Linked DNA regions of Sus scrofa: region 2 is linked to region 1. Evidence: chromatin contacts called from public Hi-C data. All regions are on one chromosome and are shown on one strand. The core of a region is the stretch at or near the end of the contact, and the rest is flanking DNA. Distances in the headings are between cores, read along the strand shown.

Evidence for each region. Hi-C and Micro-C count contacts between places; a contact is called where the count stands out from the background.
Region 2: a contact with region 1 is called in a Hi-C map of mesenteric adipose tissue, with 4 times the contacts expected there. The contact joins the enhancer-like site here to the promoter of ATP5O in region 1. A contact is called at or near these places in 5 of 5 promoter capture datasets (fetal liver, fetal skeletal muscle, liver and 1 more), 32 of 47 Hi-C or Micro-C datasets (adipocytes, adipose tissue, alveolar macrophages and 17 more) and 2 of 2 datasets of contacts at active chromatin or transcription factors (alveolar macrophages and skeletal muscle).

What each region holds. Positions count from the first base shown.
Region 1 is chr13:197,515,087-197,521,090 of Sscrofa11.1, reverse strand. ATP5O (ATP synthase, H+ transporting, mitochondrial F1 complex, O subunit) reads left to right here and starts at 1,561. Exons shown (of 7, transcript NM_001044606.2): 1 at 1,561-1,612; 2 at 3,030-3,080; 3 at 4,373-4,483. The coding sequence starts at 1,577.
Region 2 is chr13:197,956,026-197,961,312 of Sscrofa11.1, reverse strand. No RefSeq gene overlaps it. Among named protein-coding and RNA genes, the nearest start is that of KCNE2, 21 kb to the left of the region's middle. Within about 2 kb of position 3,167, at least 15 of the 83 cell types and tissues checked have an H3K27ac peak or open chromatin away from gene starts, as enhancers often do. A contact at or near this core is called in adipose tissue, mesenteric adipose tissue, retroperitoneal adipose tissue and 1 more, where this site is marked.

The sequences.
Region 1 (6,004 bases), core at 312-2,811:
GTAGACCAGGCCACTATCTGAAAAAGTAATGGGAGATAACGTACCAAATATTGACAACAGCTGCTTATGGGTGGTAGAAAAGAGGGCAATAACATTCCAGAAAAATAGATTCTGCCTTCTAACAAGTTTTTTGTAAGGATGAGAAAACTGCACTCAAATGTTCCCGTTGTGGCTCAGCGGTAACAAACCCCACTAGTATCCATGAGGACTCAGTTGGATTCCTGGCCCTGCACAGTGCGTCAGGATCCACCACTACCGTGGGCTGTGCTGTAGGTCGCAGACTCGGCTTTGCTGTGGCTGCGGTGTAGGCCAGCAGCTACAGCTCCCATTCAACCCCTAGCCTGGGAACTTCTATATGCTGCAGGTGAGCATTAAAAAAAGGCAAGAAAAAAGAAAACTGCAGTCAAAAAGTAAATTAATGACTTCATCTGTTTTCCTGTAGAAAAGAATAGATCTGAGTAGAAAAACACTTTTTAATTGACTATAGAACTCCATTACTGCAACTAGGGAATTCCAACCCTATAGAAGAGAAAATTAGAGTAAGTTCTGTTTAGGGGGAAATGGGGTGTAAAGAGGTTGTTTTTATAAATGCAGAGAGGAGTCGCCCCCCCCCGCCCCCGCCCCCGCCCCCTGTGGCTCAGGGGAAACCAATCTGACTAATATTCATGAAGATGCAGGTTTGATGCCTGGCTTCGCTCAGTGAGTTAAGAATCCAGCGTTGCCCTAAACTGTGGCGTAGATTGTGGACGCTGCTGAGATCTGACAGATATGGCGTGGCTGTGGCTAGACCAGCGGCTACAGCTCCCATCAGACCCCTAGCCTGGGAACCTCCATAACCTCCAATATGCAGGGGGTGCGGCCCTAAAAATACCAAAAAGTAATAATAATAATATAAATGCAGAGAAACTAACCAGAGCTAGTTTGGGGTTCTCAGTTTCAATGTCACACTTGCTCAAACCCCAGTTCTATTTTTAGGTCTGATTCTCAGATAATCACTCTGCTCTACCAGAAGGAAGTATTTAAACAGCAGACCCTCACATGCCTGCACAAACCAAGAGGTCAATGCTGTACTCAAGTGAGATGGGGCGAAGGTGGGACAGAGGTACTGGTCACAAAATGTCCCCTGCTAGAGCTATAAGGCCCGGGTTTGCGGGGTGGGGGTGGGGGTATACACAGTGCGCGGATCTACGCTCGATATACCCTTTGGGTAAGAAAGGTAAACACGCTAATGATGCTAGCGACGAAGGTGACATGGAATAAATGTCACCGTACTTATCCCAATGGAAATTTAAAACTAGTGGCAATACATCCATCCTACAGTAAAGGCCAGTTAGTAACGTATACACTTCATTTCCAGGGGCTGACCCAAACCACTAGCCCACCCCCAGCCCTGTAGGTTCCGCCCTGACCACCCGCTCCTAAGGACTACAGCTCCCAGCCTGAGGAAGATTCCTGCGCATGAGATTTGACGACCTAGGCCTACATTTCCCAGCAGCCGAGCGACTACGCTGACGCACGCATGCGCTCTCGTTCTCTCTCGCCAAGTAGGGTTTGACCTACAGCCTCCCAGGAGAAGATGGCCTCCCAAGCAGTGTCCGGGCTTTCCCGGCAGGTGAGAGAGAATGGCGGTGTTGAAAGCCAGCGGAAGGAACCCTCCTGGGGTGACCCATACCAGGCCTCTAAGCGCTACGGTTTGAGGCCACAGTTGGGGGAGCGTGGCTGCCGTTCAAGGTCGTGGGGCCAGGAGAGCGGGGGCGAGAGCAGGCAGCCGGACGGCCCGGCTTCCCCCCGGGATGCGCGCAGGGCGGTGGGCGCGGGGCTGCGCATGTCTGCATTTGGTGTCCTCAGAGCACACCCCTAGAAAGTAGCTGCTTTGAGGGGCACAGGAGAAGGGGGCTCCATCTTTGTCGTAGAGGTCACCAGTAATGCTAAGGAATATTTGTGAAACACATTCCACCTTTTTATAAAGAAAATGAGACCGAAAGGTTTAAATGACTCGTCCTTGGCTGCTGAGCGAATAAGGGGTAGAGCTGAGATTCGAACCCACAGAAGATAGAGTTTGAAAGAAAATTCGTGCTCTTCATACTGCATGATTCCTTACGTATAGCTTCCGTAAGGTTTCCTAAGTGTTACGGTCTGTTAATCCTCACAACCTTTCGAGTACATTCCAGAGCCGGGATTACTTGAAGGTGACCTGTGCCCTTGCAGGTGCTTTTTAAATTACGAATTCCAACTCTTGATAGACAAGGTGATACTGTCTCAACAATCTCAAGGTAGTATCTGCAAGATACTGGGATCTGTTCTCACAACAGACTGCTGGGTAACCCAAAGAATTCATCTTTATTTTCAGATAGCAGTTCGAGTCTAAGAAGGTACATCTCTTGCAAATCATTCCTGGAATCCTCCCACTTTTTATTAAAACCACGCCCAAGGGTAGTAATATAAATGCCAAAAGTCGCATTAAATTTTTTGGAACAGCGTGTTTCATTAAATTTGGTTTCTTCTCTCTGATACTGGTGTGCTAGCCTCAGCCTGTTTTAGTAAACTAGGAAGTGAGTGGGCCTGCAGTTTCCCAAGCTGCTGGGATGATTCTCAGTGGGGAAATTTACTCCTAGGCAAAAAAGAACAGCCCACCCTCGTGTAATCTGTGATGATACAAAGAAACACAAGAAACGAATCATTTAGGAGTTGCCGTTGTGGTGCAGCAGAAGCGAATCTGGCTAGTATCCATGAGGATGCAGGCTGCATCCCTGGCCTCACTCAGTGGGTCGGGGATCTGACGTTGCCGTGAGCTGTGGTGTAGATGGCAGACCCAGCTCAGATCTGGTGTTGCTGTGGCTGTGGTGTAGGCCAGCAGCTATAGCTCCAGTTTGACCCCTAGCCTGGGAACTTCCATATGCTGCAGGTGCAGCCCTAAAAAGAAAGAAACGAATCATTTAAATGTCATACTTACTGTTTTTTACTTTGGTTTAAGTGCAAAAATCCTTGAAGTAATCTCATTTGATCTCCTTTCTCTTTTCGTTGCTAAGGTGCGATGCTTCAGTACATCTGTGGTCAGGCCATTTGCCAAGCTTGTGAGGGTATGTCACCTTATTTTGTGATTATAAAGCAGATGAATGTGTGTGAGTCAGACACCAATACACGTAGGGCATGGATTCTGTATCATTCCGACTTGAACCTTTCTGCATGATTTGCGGTTCCCAAAACATGATGTGTTAGGGAACAAAACACATGTGTTGTGGTTCCCAAAACATGAGGGGCTAGGGAACAATGTAATGTTGAAGGCCTACTGTGCGACAGGCCCACACATAACTTTTAATTATGGGAATTTCTTAAAACCCCATAACAGTGGTGGGAAGTAGCTAGTTTTCCCATCTTTGCCAAAGAAGAAACAGCGTTTGGGAAGACTTTCCCAAAGTTATTCAGCTTAGTCTTAGAGCTGGACCGAAACGAAATCTCTCTCAGAGCCTAAGCTTTTCCACTATAATCGTACTACAGTACCACTCAGCATATGTAGTCATACTTGATGGTAGTGTGGTTTTAAATTCAGGAGTTTCCTGTTGGGGCGCAGCAGAAACGAATTTGACTAGTATCCATGAGGATGCGGGTGTGATCCCTGGCCTCACTCAGTGGGTCGGGGATCCAGTGTTGCTGTGAGCGATGGTGTAGGTCACAGATGTGACTTGGATCCCACGTTGCTTGACTGTGGCATAGGCCAGCAGCTATAGCTCCAATTTGACCCCTAGCGTGGAACCACTATATGCTGTGAGTGCAGCCTAAAAAACCAAAAATACAAAAAATAAAAAGCCTACAATTCACTGTAAAAATTAATTTTAGCATTAGGCACAGAGTAAATTGCTCTTGGGCTCCATTAAACTGAACCTGGATGGGGAAGCTCAGTGAGGGAATTGATAGTCTTGCTAGGAAATGTATAAAGGTGTGCTTGCATGTTTCATAAACACCGTTTTCCTAGTTCTCACGTATTCAGAACTGCCTTTTATCAGTGTTTAAAACCTCCCCAAATTGGAACTGAATCATTATTGCGTTCCAAGGAATTCTAAGCTCATCTCAAAATTAATGTAATGAAATTATAGGTAGAGTGGGAAGGGCCTTGACATGCCATGTTTCCTAAGCCCTGGTTTTAAGATGAGGATTTGGAAGCTCACAGATTGAGTAGCCCAGCCAAAAAACATCCCTGATTTGTTTGAGAATTGTCATGCAAGGTACCTCTTTGATGACATATTTAAACTGTTTTGTGGTATAAAAGTGTATTTTTAAATTGTAAGTATTTCATTCTGCTATCGACAGTATAATATAGTCTTAACTGATTTTTCTTTTCTTTTCCTCCCCCACTCCACCCTGTTTTGTAAAGCCACCTGTTCAGATATACGGTATCGAAGGTCGCTATGCCACTGCTCTTTATTCTGCTGCATCTAAACAGAATAAACTGGAACAAGTGGAAAAAGAATTGTTGAGAGTAGCAGTAAGTAGCTTTCCTGTTCCTCACTTATTAAGTTCTCATTGTCTATTTTTTCCTTAGATATTTGACTCTGTATCCCTAATGAGGTGTGTTCTAAGAGAGAAAGAGTTGCAAACAAAGAAAAAAACTTACTTTCGGCAATCATGTTGATAGTACTGGATACTGTTGCTTTGAACCTATTGTATAATAGATACAGACAAATACATATAAGGATGTTAATGTTAGGAACCACGATTTCGAGCTAAGAGAAGAAATAGAAATAGAAAATCCAAATTTAAGATGGATTGCCATTTCAAAAGAGAATTGAAAAGTCACCCTGAAAAACTATGCTCGTATTCCAGGTATTTCCAAAGTAGTCTAGAGGGTATCACGATATTGTTTTACTGGGAATTTATTTTCCTTATGAAGCTTTTACCTCCGTTTCATGTGTTACTTTGTTCCCAAACTGCGAGGGGAGAAGGAGCGATGTGTTGGCAGCAAAACTGGTCCAGGTGCATGAGCTTCACGATGACTAGAGAGAATCTACAGAGAACGGCTGTGAGGTACAGGGGAAATGAAGAGAGGAGCAAATGAACTAAATTTCTAAAAGCCTGGGTGTGGCTAAGGAGATTCTTCACTGCAGTTTCCCCAAAGGTTTTGTTTTGTTTTTTGCTTTTTGTTAGGGCCACACCCACCACGTATGGAGGTTCCCAGGCTCAGGGTTGAATCAGAGGTGAAGCTGCTGGCCTCCTCCACAGCCACAGCAACACTGGATTCTCACCCGCTGAGCGAGGCCAGGGATTGAACCCGCAACCTCATGGTTACTCGTCGGATTTGTTTCCACCCTGCCACAACGGGAACACCCTCCCCGAGTTTTCTGGTTAACAAGGTGCTACACACATTGTTCCTTCCCCAGCTCCTTTCCCTCTCCAGATCCACCTAAGGCACTATGGTGTGCATTCGGGGAGGAGACACAGCTGGTATATACTCTCTCCAGAGGCAGTTACGCTCTCTTCTTGATTTTATGTTTAAGAATTTCTTGTAGGTGTTCCCATCGTGGCTCAGCAGGTTAAGAACCCAACTAATATCCATGAGGATGCAGGTTCGATCCCTGGCCGTGCTCAGTGGGTTAAAGGATCTGGCATTATGAGCTAAAGCACAGGTAACAGACAAAGCTCAGATCTGACATTGCTGCTGCGGCTGTGGTGTAGGCCAGCAGCTATGGCTTCAATTCCACCCCTAGCCTGGGAACTTCCATATGCAGGTACAGCCCTAAAAAGAAAAAAAAAAAGAGAGAGAGTTTCTTGTAATTTTTATCAAGTTATTTCTAAAGACTTTTTTATTAAGTTATTAGAAGGGGAAGAAAGCTTCCCAGGCTAATTGTATAGTACAGTACTTATATATATTGTTCATTTTTTCATTTTGAGCTTTTATTGGAACTTTTGACCTAACAGACAATAATCTTAACTCCTTCATCCAGTTATCTCTGCAATAACACTCCTGATCTAAGTTGGTGCGATCAGCTGTCAGGATGCTCACAGCCAA
Region 2 (5,287 bases), core at 1,918-4,417, 440 kb before region 1:
TTCTGCTTTCTTGTTCTCCCGTACTAAAACCTGAGAGACACAGCTGCTGCATATATGCCGCATGTCCCATTGACCTCTTATTTTCCTGATTCAGATATGTCTTCGACAAGAATTTTCCTTCTTCCTAGTTCTTTTCTTTGAAGTTTCAAGCAGGGTGACCAACTTGTGCTGGCTTGCCTCTGGAATTCTTTTCCCATCCTGTGCCCTGGGAACCCCTGGGTTCCAGATAAAACCGGACAGTTTGCGATGCTAGCTTTAGGGTCTGAGTAAAAGTTAACTTACGATGAAATTCAGATTAGGGCCAACCACTGCAGCGGGCTTCCTTCGCAGTGGCACACTTATTACACATTCGTTGATTAATTCACTCATTCATCCAGCAGACATGCATGTGTTAAGTAAAACTCGACTCCCTTGGCCATTCCAAACCTATCTACGTGACTCTTAATGTTCTCACCTTTCACCAAAGTTTGGTTTGGTTTTGGTTTTTTTGCCACGCCAGCAGCAGGTGGAAGTTCCCAGGCCAGGGAACTTCCAGAACCCAAGCCACTGCTGTAACAATACGGCATTCTTAACCCACTGCACCACAGGAGAACTCTTGGTGCCAATGATTTGTTATATATCTTCTAAGGCCCGCAGTGCTGAACAGAGCATCTAATCTGAACAGACGCTTCATTAGTGATTATTCCATGAAAGAAGAGAAATGAAGGCCCCCCCACTTCCCCCTTGAGGCTCCACTTCTCTGTGGCCCTAAATCGTATATCTTCAGTCTAGAATCTTACCAGCCTCTGCCTGATGCTGAACAATCTCTTAGGCAGGAGTAGCAAAGGCGACATCGTAATGCCCCACGGGGCCTTGGCCCTGGTGGAGACGACAGTGTCCAACATTTTTAGAACCTGCCGCAAATTTCCAAAATTCCTTGTTACCCTTCCAAGAATAAAATCTCCCCAAATTTGTGTTCCGTGAGGTTTACATTTATATTTATCAGAGGCTAGTGTTTAGGAAGGACTCAGAACTTCAGGAGCAGGCTGAGTTCCACCCCAGACCCTCAACGGTTCCGAAGAGGAGGCAGTGGGAGCGGGAGGGAGGAATTCGCCTGTGAGGTTGTCCTCTATTCCCAAATAAGTTCCGTCTCTCTTTCCCAGCCAGACTCTCTATAAAAGGGAAAACTGGACAACAGGCAGTGGGAAAGGAGCTCGTCCTGGCAACTTTCTGTGAAACGCGTACACCACGCTGTTTACAAATTCCTGCAGCTAGCCCCGGAGTCCAAATGTAGACAACTCTGTTTATGTAACTAAAATAGATGCTTATACCGTGTGATTAAGGTGGCTACTGGGAGTTGGGCCATGGTCGGGAGACCTTGGCTGCAGCTGAGGCCAGAGGCGAGTGCAGGGCACAGAATCCCCTGGGACCCTGGGCAGGTATGAGTCTTTTTTTTTTTAGAGACTAGCTTTTGGGTCTAGAACTCTCCCAGGGACGGCACATCCAAGAGGCAGGGGAGAAGCCAGAACCTGGCATCCGTGGCTGGCTGTCTATCCCAGGGGATGGAGCTCTTCCTTGAAGAGGGATCAGCCCAGCACCCTCCCTCTCAGCCAGCTCCCTTCTCAGCACAGTGCTTGGACTGAAGCCCCCATCCTGCACCAACAGAAGACTTGTTCCAACATATGTTTCCAATCAGCCACCCACTTGCTTGGGTCAGTAAGGAGGCTCAAATGTTTTGGGGTAAGGAGACATACAGCCCAATAGAACATTCCCTCCAAACCCTGGTCTCAAACTCACCATGTCCTTCCTACCTCTGGACCCCCCCAGCGTCATGACCAGAATGGCTTCCTTCACAAGACCCATTCGAGTCTCATTTCCTCTCCAGATGTGCTCCACTTCTCCCACAGGAAGAGGTTTGCTCCCCGCTGCAGAAAGAGATGACCCATCTCCAGGTCCATCCACCCCACTCCTAGGAGAGCTCCTTGGGGTCAGGGTCTTGGTCTCAGCATCTTGATACCAGCCTTGACCCTGGCACAGAGTCCACCATGGGCACTCATGTTGGTAAGTGGTTTGTCTTGCTGAGTCTGGGGAAGGCAGCACTGATGGGCCGTAGGATGTGAGCAGGAGAAACAGTGCTGGGAATTCTTCTTCAATGCACCCCATCAGCTCCCCACATCCTGAAGGTGGAGGCCCTGTTCTCATGGCTCATGGGCCAGGCATGGCCACCCCGTTGCCCCCTGCAGCTCACCTGGGTGCCAGACTCTCCATCGCTCTCCTCTGGGTTCCAGTCTCTGTAGACCACAGTTGTTGGAAGGAGCCAGGAGCCTTGGGGGACTTGGCACGTCATTTCCTCTCCTAAGACCTGCTGTCCCACCAACTGGATCCACTCTCTGCCTTGTGCTACTCACGGCTCAGCCCTCTGCTTAAAAACTGCACCTCCCTAAGGTCTAGCTCATGTTTCCTCATATGTTTGCACCATAGAGGGGTTAGGGGAGGGGCTGCCATAGCATCTCAGGTGTGCACACTCCCCTTTGAGAGGAGGAGCAGGGCCCTATCTCTGGCACATGCCCGTCCAGTCCTGGCCATGTGGTATGTGGGCAGGAAATCCATCTTTCTCTCCACCATCATCCCAATGCCAAGCCCATTGCCTGGCTTACTAAGAACAAACGTACACATGAGCTGATGAATCGATACGCTGATTAATCAACCGAAGGAGGCCTGAAGCACCTTTGGGGAGAGAGCCTTAAGCAACCGGAATCCAGGTCACCTGGAGGCAAGATCAAACTGGAACTTGCCCGTGGCCACCAGTGCTTCTGGGGAAGAAAGGGTAGCTGTCCTCTGTATGAATGAACAGGCTCTTACACGGCAATGGGTCAGCGGAGGAAAGGTGACGGAAAAACCCTCACAGTTGTCGAAAATGTCATTTTATCTTTTCCTTTGGACAAAATAAACACAAGCTCTCTTCACTGAGTCCTTAAGGGGAAGTGGGTGGCTGTGGCTCGTCGTGGGAGGAAGACAGGCTCTTGACCGTCAACATCTCTGATCTCAGAGGCAGACTCAAGGAGAAGGAGGCCCCACTGAAGTCACACTTGGATGCCAGACTCGCTGCGCAAGGGAGGGCGCTGCGGCTGCCAGGACCAGCCCAGGCACACAGGGGGGGCATTCACAGCCTCGTGGCCACAGCCCCTCCCGTCTGCCCTGTGCACCCCAGCAGCAAACAGAACTCTCTGTCTCAGTGCCGGAGTCAAGCCTGCACAGAATTAACTGTAATAATTGGCAGGTGGGCCGCTGGCTTCTGGGTTTCAATTCACCAGGGGCTCATGAAAAGGGAAGAAAGAAAAGTGATGCTGTGCTGTAGCCAGTATTTAGCTGGGGCTCGGAGAAGTTTCAGCTTTCCATGACAAGAAACAAACTGTGTGGCTGCAGCTGCCCTGGGCAAACAAGGGCTCCAGGACGGCCTTGGAGAGAGAGGCCCTGGCTGGCCATGATCACTTTGCTCCTTGGGGAAAGAGGAGGAAATAGGCCTTGACCTGCTGCCCTTCTCAGAAGCACAGATAATGGAGAAGAAAGGAGTCTTTCTGGGAGGTTTTTTCCTTGGATGGAAGGGAGTGATCATCACCCCCCAACATTTTTCCATGGCAGGAAGGCCCTCGAAACACTTCGCAAGAGTACCTGCAATAAGGATGTTTGTCCCAGCCCACAGCTGAGCCACCATTCACCAGCCTCCACTGTACTTCTGATCTTTGCCCACTGCAGACATCACTAATCAACAGCACTTATATTTTCTCCTGAGCCTTAGATATGGACTCAGCATCCTTCTCAACACTGTACTCGTGAAGCCACTAAAAATTAATAGGAGTTGGCATGAAAGCCAAAAAATATTTGCCACATCTCTTTTAGTAACTCTGAAGAGGCCAAAGTTACAATCTCACCAAAATTTCTGCAAAGACAGGAGTGCGGCGAAGTCCTATGACGGAGCTGTGGCTTTGCTGCCAGTTACAGCCCCAGCTGGGGATCCTTCGCATTGCTCTCCAGAGAGGGGGCTCTGATGATGACCCTCAGGGAGGGGGACGCTGGGCAGGATTTCACTGGAGACCCATGTACAGCGGCCCAGGCCTGGGGCAGCCAACGCCAAGGGCATGTCTTTTCTGTTCATGGCACCTGCATCCGGGGCTAGTCCTTCTCCTGGAGCTTTTGCCTCCAATCAGCTACAGAGGGACAGAGCAGCCGCCATCCCGAAGTGCTTTCTTGGGGACGGCTGCCCCGTCGGCAGGGACGCTGGCCATGCGCGTCTCCCTTGCTCTTTCTCAGCAGGATGGTTTGCTCCCCTTTTCACTGGAAGCTAGTGGATAGTGCTGGGGTGGGGGGACTGGCTGCCAGGGCTGGGAAACATTGAAGAAGCGGCTTCCCTTGGGGTCAAGTCCACATTCTTCCCAGGGGAGAATGTCCTTAGTTCAGGGCCCAGGTGACACCAACTCTGCTTTCAAGGATGGCCATCCTTGGGTGTCCTTCCAGTGGGCTTTGGGACCAGGTCTCCTAAGTTCCTTTCCCCGGTCCTATTGTTAAGCACATGAAAGATCAAAGCCTGAAGCACCTACAAGGGTGCTTTGCTCTTCTCAGCCTAAGGCTGGGAGGAGCTGCCTCAGCCATCGCAAGTTGCAAGTCGAGTGCTGTGTCCTGGGCACTGGCCTACTTCTCCAAAAAGGAGGGAGACCTGGGCAGCCCCTCCCTCTCCCCCACCTCGAGGTGTGGTGGCAGGGCCACTGCTTGGGGTCTCAGATGGCCACTTCAGCTCTCTAAATCGGCTTTCTCCCCTGCAAAATGGGAATAATGACACCACCTCCTAGGATCGCTCTGAGAGCAGAATGAGATAGTTCTATGTATAAACTAAAATTTATTTCTTTATATTTTTTTAAATTACAGAGGAGTTCCCATTGTGGCACAGCAGAAACGGGAACACGGCTAATATCCATGAGGATGCGGGTTAATCCCTGGCCTCACTCATTGGGTCAAGGATCTGGCATTGTGGTGAGCTGTGGTGTAGGTCACAGATACAGCTTGGCTCCTGCACTGCTGTGGCTGTGGCTGTGGTGTAGGCCAGCAGCTGCAGCCATGATTCAACCCATTCCCTGGGAACTTCCATATGCTTTGGGTGCAGCCCTAAAAAAAGGCAAAAAAAAAAAAAAATTACAGTGGGTTAAAGCATCCAGTGTTTCCTCAGCTGTGGCATAGGTTTCAGCTGCCACTCAGATTCACTCCCTGGCATGGGAACTCCTATCTGCCATGGGTGTAGTCATAAAAAATAAAA